Regions from separate parts of the Capsicum annuum genome. Here regions 1 and 3 are each linked to region 2. A link is a contact called in public Hi-C data. All regions are on one chromosome and are shown on one strand. The core of a region is the stretch at or near the end of the contact, and the rest is flanking DNA. Distances in the headings are between cores, read along the strand shown. Region 1 overlaps LOC107855032 (pentatricopeptide repeat-containing protein At2g20710, mitochondrial). Region 2 holds the start of LOC107855041. Region 3 holds the start of LOC107855034 (E3 ubiquitin-protein ligase RMA1H1).

Region 1 (2,906 bases), core at 179-2,678, 190 kb before region 2:
TGCCTAGAGATTTTGCAGTCGAACTGGATTTAGTATCAAAAGCCCATGGTCTGAAAGCCGCAGAGTCATATTTCAGTAGCATTCCAGATGATTTAAGAACCTTCCAGGTATATGGCGCTCTCTTGAACTGCTATGCTGATGCAAACATCTTAAAAAAAGCAGAAGATACCATGCAAAAGCTGAAGGAGCTGGGTTATGCTGGCACAGTGGCTTACAATGTTATGATGACCCTTTATGCTAAATTGGGATATGTTGAGAAGGTGCAGTCACTTTTGCTAGAGATGGAAGACAATGGAGTTTCTGGTAATTTGATTTCCTACAATATCCTCTTAAATGCATATGCATCTGCTCCCGATGTTACGGAGATGGAGAAGGTTCTAATGAAAATGGAAGCTGATCCTCTGCTGATTAGTTGGAGTCCTTACACAGTTGCTGCCAAGGGTTACCTGAAAGCTGGTGATACAGAAAAGGCTCATGACTCATTGAAGAAATGCGAACATCTACTCAAGGGGAGAAAAGCAAGACTTGCTATTGACATGCTTATTACTCTCTATACTAGTATGGGAAAGAAAGATGATCTCTATCGTATATGGGAAAAATATAAGAGAATAGTTAAGTATAACAATTCAAGTTATCTTTGTATGATAAGGGGCCTAGAAAAGTTGGATGATCTTGACGGTGCAGAGAAGATATTTGCTGACTGGGAAGCAAGCAAGGTACGCTTTGATATTCGAATTCCGAACTTGCTAATAAGTGCTTACTGCAAAAAGGGTCATATGGAAAAGGCGAGATCAATCATAGAGAAACTCGTGGAGAGTGGAAAGCATCCAAATGGGAGCACATGGAGTCGTCTGGCACTCGGTTATTGTGTACAAAATGACATGAAGAAGGCAGTGGAGACGATGAAGAAAGCAATCTTGGCTAGTAAGCCGGGGTGGAAGCCACACTTCCACTGTTTGGCTTCCTGTGTGAAGTACTTGCAATCAAAAGGAGATACTCAAGGTGAAGAAGAGCTTAAAGATTTACTTAGGGTGCGAGGTCTCTTCTCAGAAGGAGTTGAGAGGAGTTTGAATAAGTATGTTGAAGTTGGAAATCACAAGTATAAGGCACTTGATGAAACAGACCTTGAGGAGACTAGCTCACAATAGTAGGTAAAAACTAAAGTTCAGGGTTTTCAATTGCTAAATCTAAATGGACGTAACCTTTTTGGGGTCTTCATTTGTTTTCATCTTTTCTTGGTTTGCTAAGTAAGAGGATCGTGATCTCTGACTCTCTTATATAGTGGCATACGTGGTAGTAAGAAATAGCGTTTAGTGGTCATTTTTCGGTCCTGTGTCTCAAAATAGCCATTTTTCAGTCTCTTGTAGAATTTGAAACTCCACGACTATGGTTTTTTTTTTCAATTACATAGGCTGAAAGGGGTCTATTTGCGAATTTTACCGGCTTGCAGCTAAGTACAACTTTTAAGTTAACCCCGAATTGACGGCCTGGGCACTGTGTATCTTGACCCAAACAACCTTATAAAGGTCCCCTTCGTTGCTTTTACATGTAATATTTTTCTTTTGGTGTGGATTCATGCTACATAATAGGACTTTACTAAAAATTGACTTAACTGAAAAATCTAATCAGAAGAATGTTACTATTTTGTTGATATCTGTTATTGAATTAATCGAATCGATCGATCAACACGCTACTACATTCACCCCTTGGATGGAAAAACTACCTTTTTCCCTTTTGAATTGGCAGTATCGATAAATGAAACCCTAAAAAAGGCTGCAAATGTGTGGGGACTTTGGGATGCATGATTTTTGCAAGGCATATTAGATATATTAAAACCAAAAATGCACTTTGCATTTTACGGGGAATAACATTTGTCTTCGACTTGTGCTTGTAGATTTGACTCCAAATTAAAAATGACACTTCTTCTCTCCATGTTTATTTATCGTGCTTATTTCTTAAAAAGCAATAAATGGGACGATAATCTTATTATAGTATCAATCTTAATTATTATGAGTCATTTAATATTGAGAAATGCTATCTATTTGGCCATCAATTTTTAATATAGAGCAAATAAAAGTAGATGGAGGGAGCATGATGCAATAAAATCATTTCATTTATTTTTATTTATTCATTATGTCAAAATTAAATTTTCACTTTTACTTTAATATATCAATAGATATCTCTTTTTCATATTTTATTCTTAACATTAATTACTTATTTTCAAGTCATTCTTCAAGACATAATAAGCATACTAAATATTAATTAATATGGGCATGATAAATAAATTCTCATATCAATCATATTTCTTAAGAAACATATAAAGCTTAAAGCAAACAACTAAATTTAATGGAGTGAGTACGCCCTAACAATAGCAATATTCACATAGTGACTATGTAGTCGTTTGACCATGAAAATTGTTTTCTTTTTTCCAAAAAATTTGTTGGACAGTAAAATTCTCGAGACCAAAAAAATAAATAATCAAAACAAGAAAAATACTGCAACAATCAATTTATTGATTTCAATGTGAGTGTTACAATTTCTATGAATCTTCTGATTCGCCTTTTCAAATATAAATTTAAGGGCTTAAAGCTTGATCTTGAATTTGAACTTGATTTGTTGATTTGATGGACGTGATCTTGACTTGTGCTTGAATTCAAAGGATTTCGAGCTTGTTCTTGAATCTAGCGGTCTTGATCTTGACTTGTGCTTGAATTCAAGGGCTTTTGAGCTTGTTCTTGAATCTTGTCGTCTTGATTTTTAATCTTGATGAACTGGATTTGAATGCTTGAGCTTTGTAGAGAAATTGCGGCGTTTGATCCACGAGCTTTCTCTTGCCTCTTGTTGGAGTTCTTGGTTCATTTTTTGAATTATGAGACCCCTATTTATAGTTGTGGAAAGGGAAGAGT
Region 2 (3,047 bases), core at 50-2,549:
GAGATATTTGTCTTCTAGTGAGAAACTAGGAGTAAATTTTCCTATAAATAAAGGGATTTTATTCATTGTAAATCATACTCAAGGATCGAAGACTCCTCAAGAGAAATAAGAATTACTCTCTCTTCCCTCTCTACTCTTCTTTATTCTTTATATTTCATAACAATAATAACTAAATAGAAGAAGAAGCGGGAGAAGTAAAAGCGCCAAAGTAGTTTTGTACATTTTAATTTACATGACATTATTTGACTTGACATAAAATTTATATATATATATATATATATATATATACACACACCATTCATTTAAAAAAGAATAATCTCTTTTCTTTTTTTATAATAATTTAATTTCAATTTTTCACGTGACATGTTTAAAACCACAAGATTAAAGGATATTTTGTAATATTTGACATAACTTTAACTTAGGATCACAAGATTCAAAAGTCTTATGGAGTATTTATTTTTTTAAAATTCCTGGCAAGTCAAACTAGATCATTCTTTTGAAATATTTTCTAATTATAAAAAATTAATATTAACAAACTGAAACAAAATGTGTCACATAAATTAAGAAACAAAATGTGTCACATAAATTAACACAGATGAAGTAATATTTTGAGTGCTACTAACTACATTTAAGTTGAGGCAACCAAATGAGTTGTCCCGTGAAATTTTTCTCTATAATTTTTGTTGGGCTAATATTCATTTATAGGTTGAGCTAATGGGTTAAGTTTAAAAATGACACTAAGATGGACGATCTTGATATTTTATTTCCCATAAAAAAAGTTAAAAATAACTTTCATAAAGGGTGATTTTGATTTTTTTTTACCTCACTTAATAGCTCTTGTTCAGAAGGCAGGTATTCTAAATCTTGCTAATAAGGCTAACGTTTCATGACATTTTAAAACAATAAACATACATAATTGATCAGAATTCTGCCTTATAGGTCAAAAATTAGAACTTAGATATGTTTTCATAAAGGCAAACATTTCTAACACTTTCCCATAAAACAGAGGTTCATGACATTTCAAAATAATGAGCTTGCACAATTATCCAGAACTTCTACTTTATAGGTAAACATTAGAACTTATTTAACTGGAACAAAAATTCAATACCACACACTTTGAAAGATAAAAATTCAAGATTCAGACATTTGGGGGATAAAAATTCAAGACCAGCCACCTTAGGGATCCTTTCCTATGGGCTAATTGCACCATATCTATGTAACAAAGCCCAATAAGGTTAGTAAGCCCAAAATGGTACATATGAGCTTTTTCAAAGAATCTAAAACAAAGTGGGCTTAATTAGATTTAATGAAAAATCCCCCAAACAATGTTGGTTATTCCATCAAGACCCTTGAGCTTCATTAGCTCCTTCAATTTTCCCCTTCAACAATTCTGCAGCAAAACCATTATTACTTGTATGGACTCCTCAATAACAAATTCAGCTGCAAATAATTGTTCAAGAGAACCCAACAAAGTAGTAAGCAGTGGAGAAGTTGGAATTAGTGTTGAAGAATGGAGGGGTTGGGGGCCAACATCAACTGTACCTTCAATGGTTACTCAAGTAATTGTGGATTTGAATCTTTTAGAAGAAAATGTTGATGCCCATATGGTCTTTCGTGGCAATCATGGAAAACTCTCGGTAAAAGTTTTGATTTTTCTTGTTCATTCTTCCTTCCTTTATGATTGTTTTCTTTTATGACTGTTAGATTTTGGTTTATGGAAGTTGTGCTTGTACATTGTGCATTCTTGTTTCAGATTAATTGTATTGCTACTTTCAGACACTTAAGAGCAGGATATTTAGAATGATTATATTTAAGGATTTGGATTCTTTGGTGAAAACATTAAAAAAGAGGTTGCTTATGTTTCTTGATTCCACTCAAAAGACAGGTTCTTTTTAAAATTTGAATGTACCTAGCTAAAGGGTATATGCGGGTGCAGTGGCAGAGCCTCAATTTTCATTGAGGGGCTCAGAAGCAAACATATGGACTAGCCGAAGGGGTTTAATATCTACTATATACATAAAGAATATTTTTAACCATGTAAAAATAGTATAATTTTCTGTCGAATGGGGGTTTGGATGAACCCCTGGATGAAAGGTGGCTCCGCCCTATGCAGGCGGTTGAATTTGTTGTTTTGCTGGTCTGCTGAGGAAAAGACAAATGGTATTTGGAGGAAAGGCATGATTTTAGTCCTGATGAAGTGTAGAATGGGGTTGTCTTTCCTTTGGGCCAGAGAGACAATCCAAATAGTAGTTGGTGTCCATTATTTGATTAAGCACTACATGGTCTGCTAGTCGCGTTAAACCATGTTTTAAAGCCAAATTACAATGGCTTCTCTGTGTTAGAAAAGAGGCAATCTTAATTCTCAGTTGTGAATTTGTTGATGGGTTACTCAACAACAACAACAAACCTAATGTAGTCCTAAAAGTGGGGTTTGGGGAGGATAGAGTGGTTGCAGACCCTCGGCTCAAGTAGCGAACATCAGAGCAGCTAAAAAAAGATATTGAAGTAAAGAGGAAAAAGAAGATAAAACGTAACATAGTATTCAAAAGAAGAGCAATAACCCTAGCCAATCGATGTGATAACTACGAACCAAATGCTGCTATTACTGGTGTAAACAGGGAAACAGCTGCAATGCATCAACCTGACCTGCTCGGAAACGAGACAATGCTCGCAGACAAGTAATTAGGGCCAGTGAAATTTTTTTCATCAATGCTAAACATAGGAACACTGAATGTAACTAATGAACTTACTGTTATATGTCGTTTGTAGAATTGCTTCCTATGGATCCTTTATTCAGTAGTAGTTGTACTGGTTGATTCAAGATGAGATTATCAAATTGCCTGAACCAAACCGTTGCCATATTTTTCGACACCATTAATCAACCTCAACTATTTGTGCCTCAATCCCAAACCTATTTGAGACAGTTATATGAATCCTCTAAACCCATTATGCTTTATTCAGGTCTATTTCATTCTAGGTATTAAAATCTATTCATGTCTGTTTAATTTCAATACTATACAACAGGATAGTTAGTTTGTCTAAATCGT
Region 3 (3,131 bases), core at 307-2,806, 160 kb before region 2:
AATGAAAGGGAAGTACTGCATTTACAATGGAAAATTACAACATGAGTCATAAAAAAATCATGATGTTGTTATCCACAGACTCTCAAAATAAAATATGGATTTCTGAGGAATAGCTTCATGGCATAATATGGTTCTACCAGAAAGAATTTAACTTAGCCTGATCTATGTGATCGGAAACGAAAACTACAATCAGATCTATCTACAATAGCCACACTTTATAATAGCATTTCACTATAACAACCAAGTTTTCTTTGGAACCGGTTGCTTATGTCTCCTTCAAAATCTCAATAATAAGTGCCCTGCCTTTATGTAAGGATTCCAAAAATTGGGTCACTTGAGGATCTATAACCTCACAAAAAAGTACAAGGGAGGCTCGTATTATGACTTTTCAAGTTCAACAATGATAGATGTCTGGAAAAACAGAATCCATGAACTAGTTTTAGGCTACTATGCTCTTGACTCTCCAAAAATACCACCAGGTGCATGTTGGATCCTCCAAAAGTTGTTTATTTTTAAGGATCCAACACGGGTGTGGCACCACTTTTGAAATTTGAAGAGCCGGAGAAACATTTGTTTTAGGTAATTTTAAAGGGAACTATAGGAATCAAAGAAACTACTGAGCTGCAGGTTTGAAGAAAGGCATTCAGGAACATGTTAAAACTATCGTTCTTTTGGTTTTCTTTTACCCCTTTTTACCCAACACCAGAGAGGAACAACCTTTTGTCCCTACAACTATAAAAGAGAACAACCTAGCTTTATCCAAAACCAGGCATTAATCTTCACTAAGGCACATCAAAATATAACAAGTAAACTCACGAAGAACCTAAGGAGATCAAATCTCCACTATATATATACCTAGTAAATAATTTTAACCTTATATATACAGTACAATTTTACCAACCCCTTGCATCCCCTACCTCCACCTCTGGCCTATATAGCCAAATTACCATTCCAACTTGTATTTCTAGACAAAAGCTTTTATTTCTTCAAGAAACTGACTTTCACGTTCATCCAAATTCACAATCCATCCCACAAAATCCCATCAAACCAAACAACCACCAACAACGCGAATCACAATTTTCATTAAGGAGTTCAAATTATATAGAAGCAACCACAAGAAGTCAGAAAAAGTTTCAACATCTATTATATAATATAGATTAAAAAAAGATCCAAAAGATAATTTAATCTATAAGTAGTATAATTTTCTATCGAGCCTACCTAGCTCCGCCCCTGCCACCATCCACCCTATCAAAAAGAGGAAAAAAACAACACTACAAACTCCACTAAAAAAAATGCAGTAACATGATGTTTCTAACACAAAGTACTTCAAAAAATAAAGATCTGAACTTAACCTCAAACACAGGTGTGTGGGGTGGTGGTGGTGGGGGGGGGGGTTACCCTTTATCAACTAATATCAACAAAAACTCAAAAAGAAACAGATATAGAGACTCAAAGAATGAAAAAAGAAACATACCCAAGTAGTATAATTGTATCAAGAACGTTTGTGAACTAACACACAAGTAAGATATTGAGTCTTTAGAAGGAGAAAAGCAAAGAATCCTTTGTGTTTGAAGAGGAGAGTAGATGGATAATGAGAAGTGGTTGTATGTTTTGGTTCTATATATACGGATAGTTTTAAGAATTACGCGCCTATACATATAATAATAAGGGGGCATATATCTATAGGATAATTAGAATGTAGTTTACTTATTAATTCATTAGGATAATTAAATGTTACTCGCTTTTGATGATAATTAAGGAGTATATATCTTAATGGAAACACAACGTGGGGCCCACATTTGTCCTTTCTCCGACGTGGCAGTTACGGGGGGTTTGCGTACGCCGTTTGTGTGACTCCGTTTTCTGTCTTTTGGATTTTCCCCATTCAGTAGTTTATGAGTTAAAAAGTTAAAAAGTTAAAAAGTTAAAAAGTTAAAAATTATAAATTAGTATTATTTTATTTTTGATTTTTGATTTATTTAAATATTTTTAAATCTAAGCATTTTTAAAATTTTTTAAATATCCTCAAAATTTTAAAAATACTTAAAAGTTAAAAATATTTAAAAATAAGTCAATTTAAATATCCACTTTGTCTCATTTTCTTTTTAACCTTTAAATTCTCCCTAGATTGACTATGTTGCATTCACAGAGTTGGCCAACCAAGAATTCTCACATTTACAAGTTAAAAGTTATAGAAATAAGGATGTTATGATGGATGTGTCGACATACTAGAAGCGATAGGATAATTAGAAATAAGGATATATGGACCAAGGTGAAAGTGACTTCGATAGAAGGTAAAATGCGAAAAACAAGATGACTAATATGGTTCGATATAGATTTACGGATGTTTCTGTGTGGAGGTGGTGTGAGAGGGATGACTATGGAGGGGTTCAGAAAAGGTAGAAGCAGACCGAAAAAAGTAGTGAGGAAAGATGTCAGACATAACAAAGTTTTAGTTTATCAAAGACACATGACCTTAGACAGGAAGTTGTGGATCACCAATTAAGATAGAAAAGTAGTAAGTAGTAGTATGTTGTCTTATTATTTGCCTTACTAGTAGTTGAATTGTATTACTCATGTAGTTTTTTATCTTTTGATTTCTGTTATTATTTTTCATGTCTTGCGCTTCGACTACCTAATTATTTTGTTGTGGTTACTTTGTGGAGATAATGCTTCTTAAAATATTTTGTGTGATGCAAAGAATATAAAAAAATAAATGTTTAGGAGGAGTTAAACATACACTCCTACGTTACAATAAAAATGATCATATCTTCGCAAAATGTAAATTTAATAACATTATAGTAATGACTCTTTAATGTCATTAATGTTCACCATCAATATCACCAAATTCATTTGTCCTTGTCGATTCCAATATGCTATATAAGAAATACCAAAAAAGAAGAAGTATACCATAAAAAGAAAGAAAAACATCTTCCTCCTTTTCTCTTCCTCTTGAATTATTTTGGCCAATTGATTTGGGTAACCTCCAAACTTTCATTCACGAGTGCACGTGTTTGGAAGTAGCTATAGAGCCTTGGGGAGCGACCGGCTAGAAAGATTTGCACCAGAGTCGGGCCGAAATAGCTTTCAAGGTAGTGGCTTACCACGACACAGTATTTATGACTATTTTA

The links. A called contact is a pair of places that touch in the nucleus more often than the background predicts.
Region 1: a contact with region 2 is called in a Hi-C map of bud, with 4 times the contacts expected there. The contact joins the enhancer-like site here to the promoter of LOC107855041 in region 2. A contact is called at or near these places in 2 of 5 Hi-C or Micro-C datasets (bud and leaf).
Region 3: a Hi-C map of leaf shows a contact between it and region 2, with 2.3 times the contacts expected there. The contact joins the promoter of LOC107855034 here to the promoter of LOC107855041 in region 2. A contact is called at or near these places in 2 of 5 Hi-C or Micro-C datasets (leaf and placenta).

The regions. Positions count from the first base shown.
Region 1 is chr7:204,489,108-204,492,013 of UCD10Xv1.1, reverse strand. It overlaps LOC107855032 (pentatricopeptide repeat-containing protein At2g20710, mitochondrial), which reads left to right. Exons shown (of 2, transcript XM_016700015.2): 2 at 1-1,434. The coding sequence ends at 1,148. Among protein-coding and RNA genes, the nearest start is that of LOC107855032, 11 kb to the left of the region's middle. Within about 2 kb of position 1,428, at least 4 of the 5 cell types and tissues checked have an H3K27ac peak or open chromatin away from gene starts, as enhancers often do. A contact at or near this core is called in bud and leaf, where this site is marked.
Region 2 is chr7:204,302,862-204,305,908 of UCD10Xv1.1, reverse strand. It overlaps LOC107855041, which reads left to right and starts at 1,299. Exons shown (of 8, transcript XM_016700031.2): 1 at 1,299-1,637. The coding sequence starts at 1,326.
Region 3 is chr7:204,461,843-204,464,973 of UCD10Xv1.1, reverse strand. It overlaps LOC107855034 (E3 ubiquitin-protein ligase RMA1H1), which reads right to left and starts at 1,556. Exons shown (of 2, transcript NM_001324710.1): 1 at 1,475-1,556.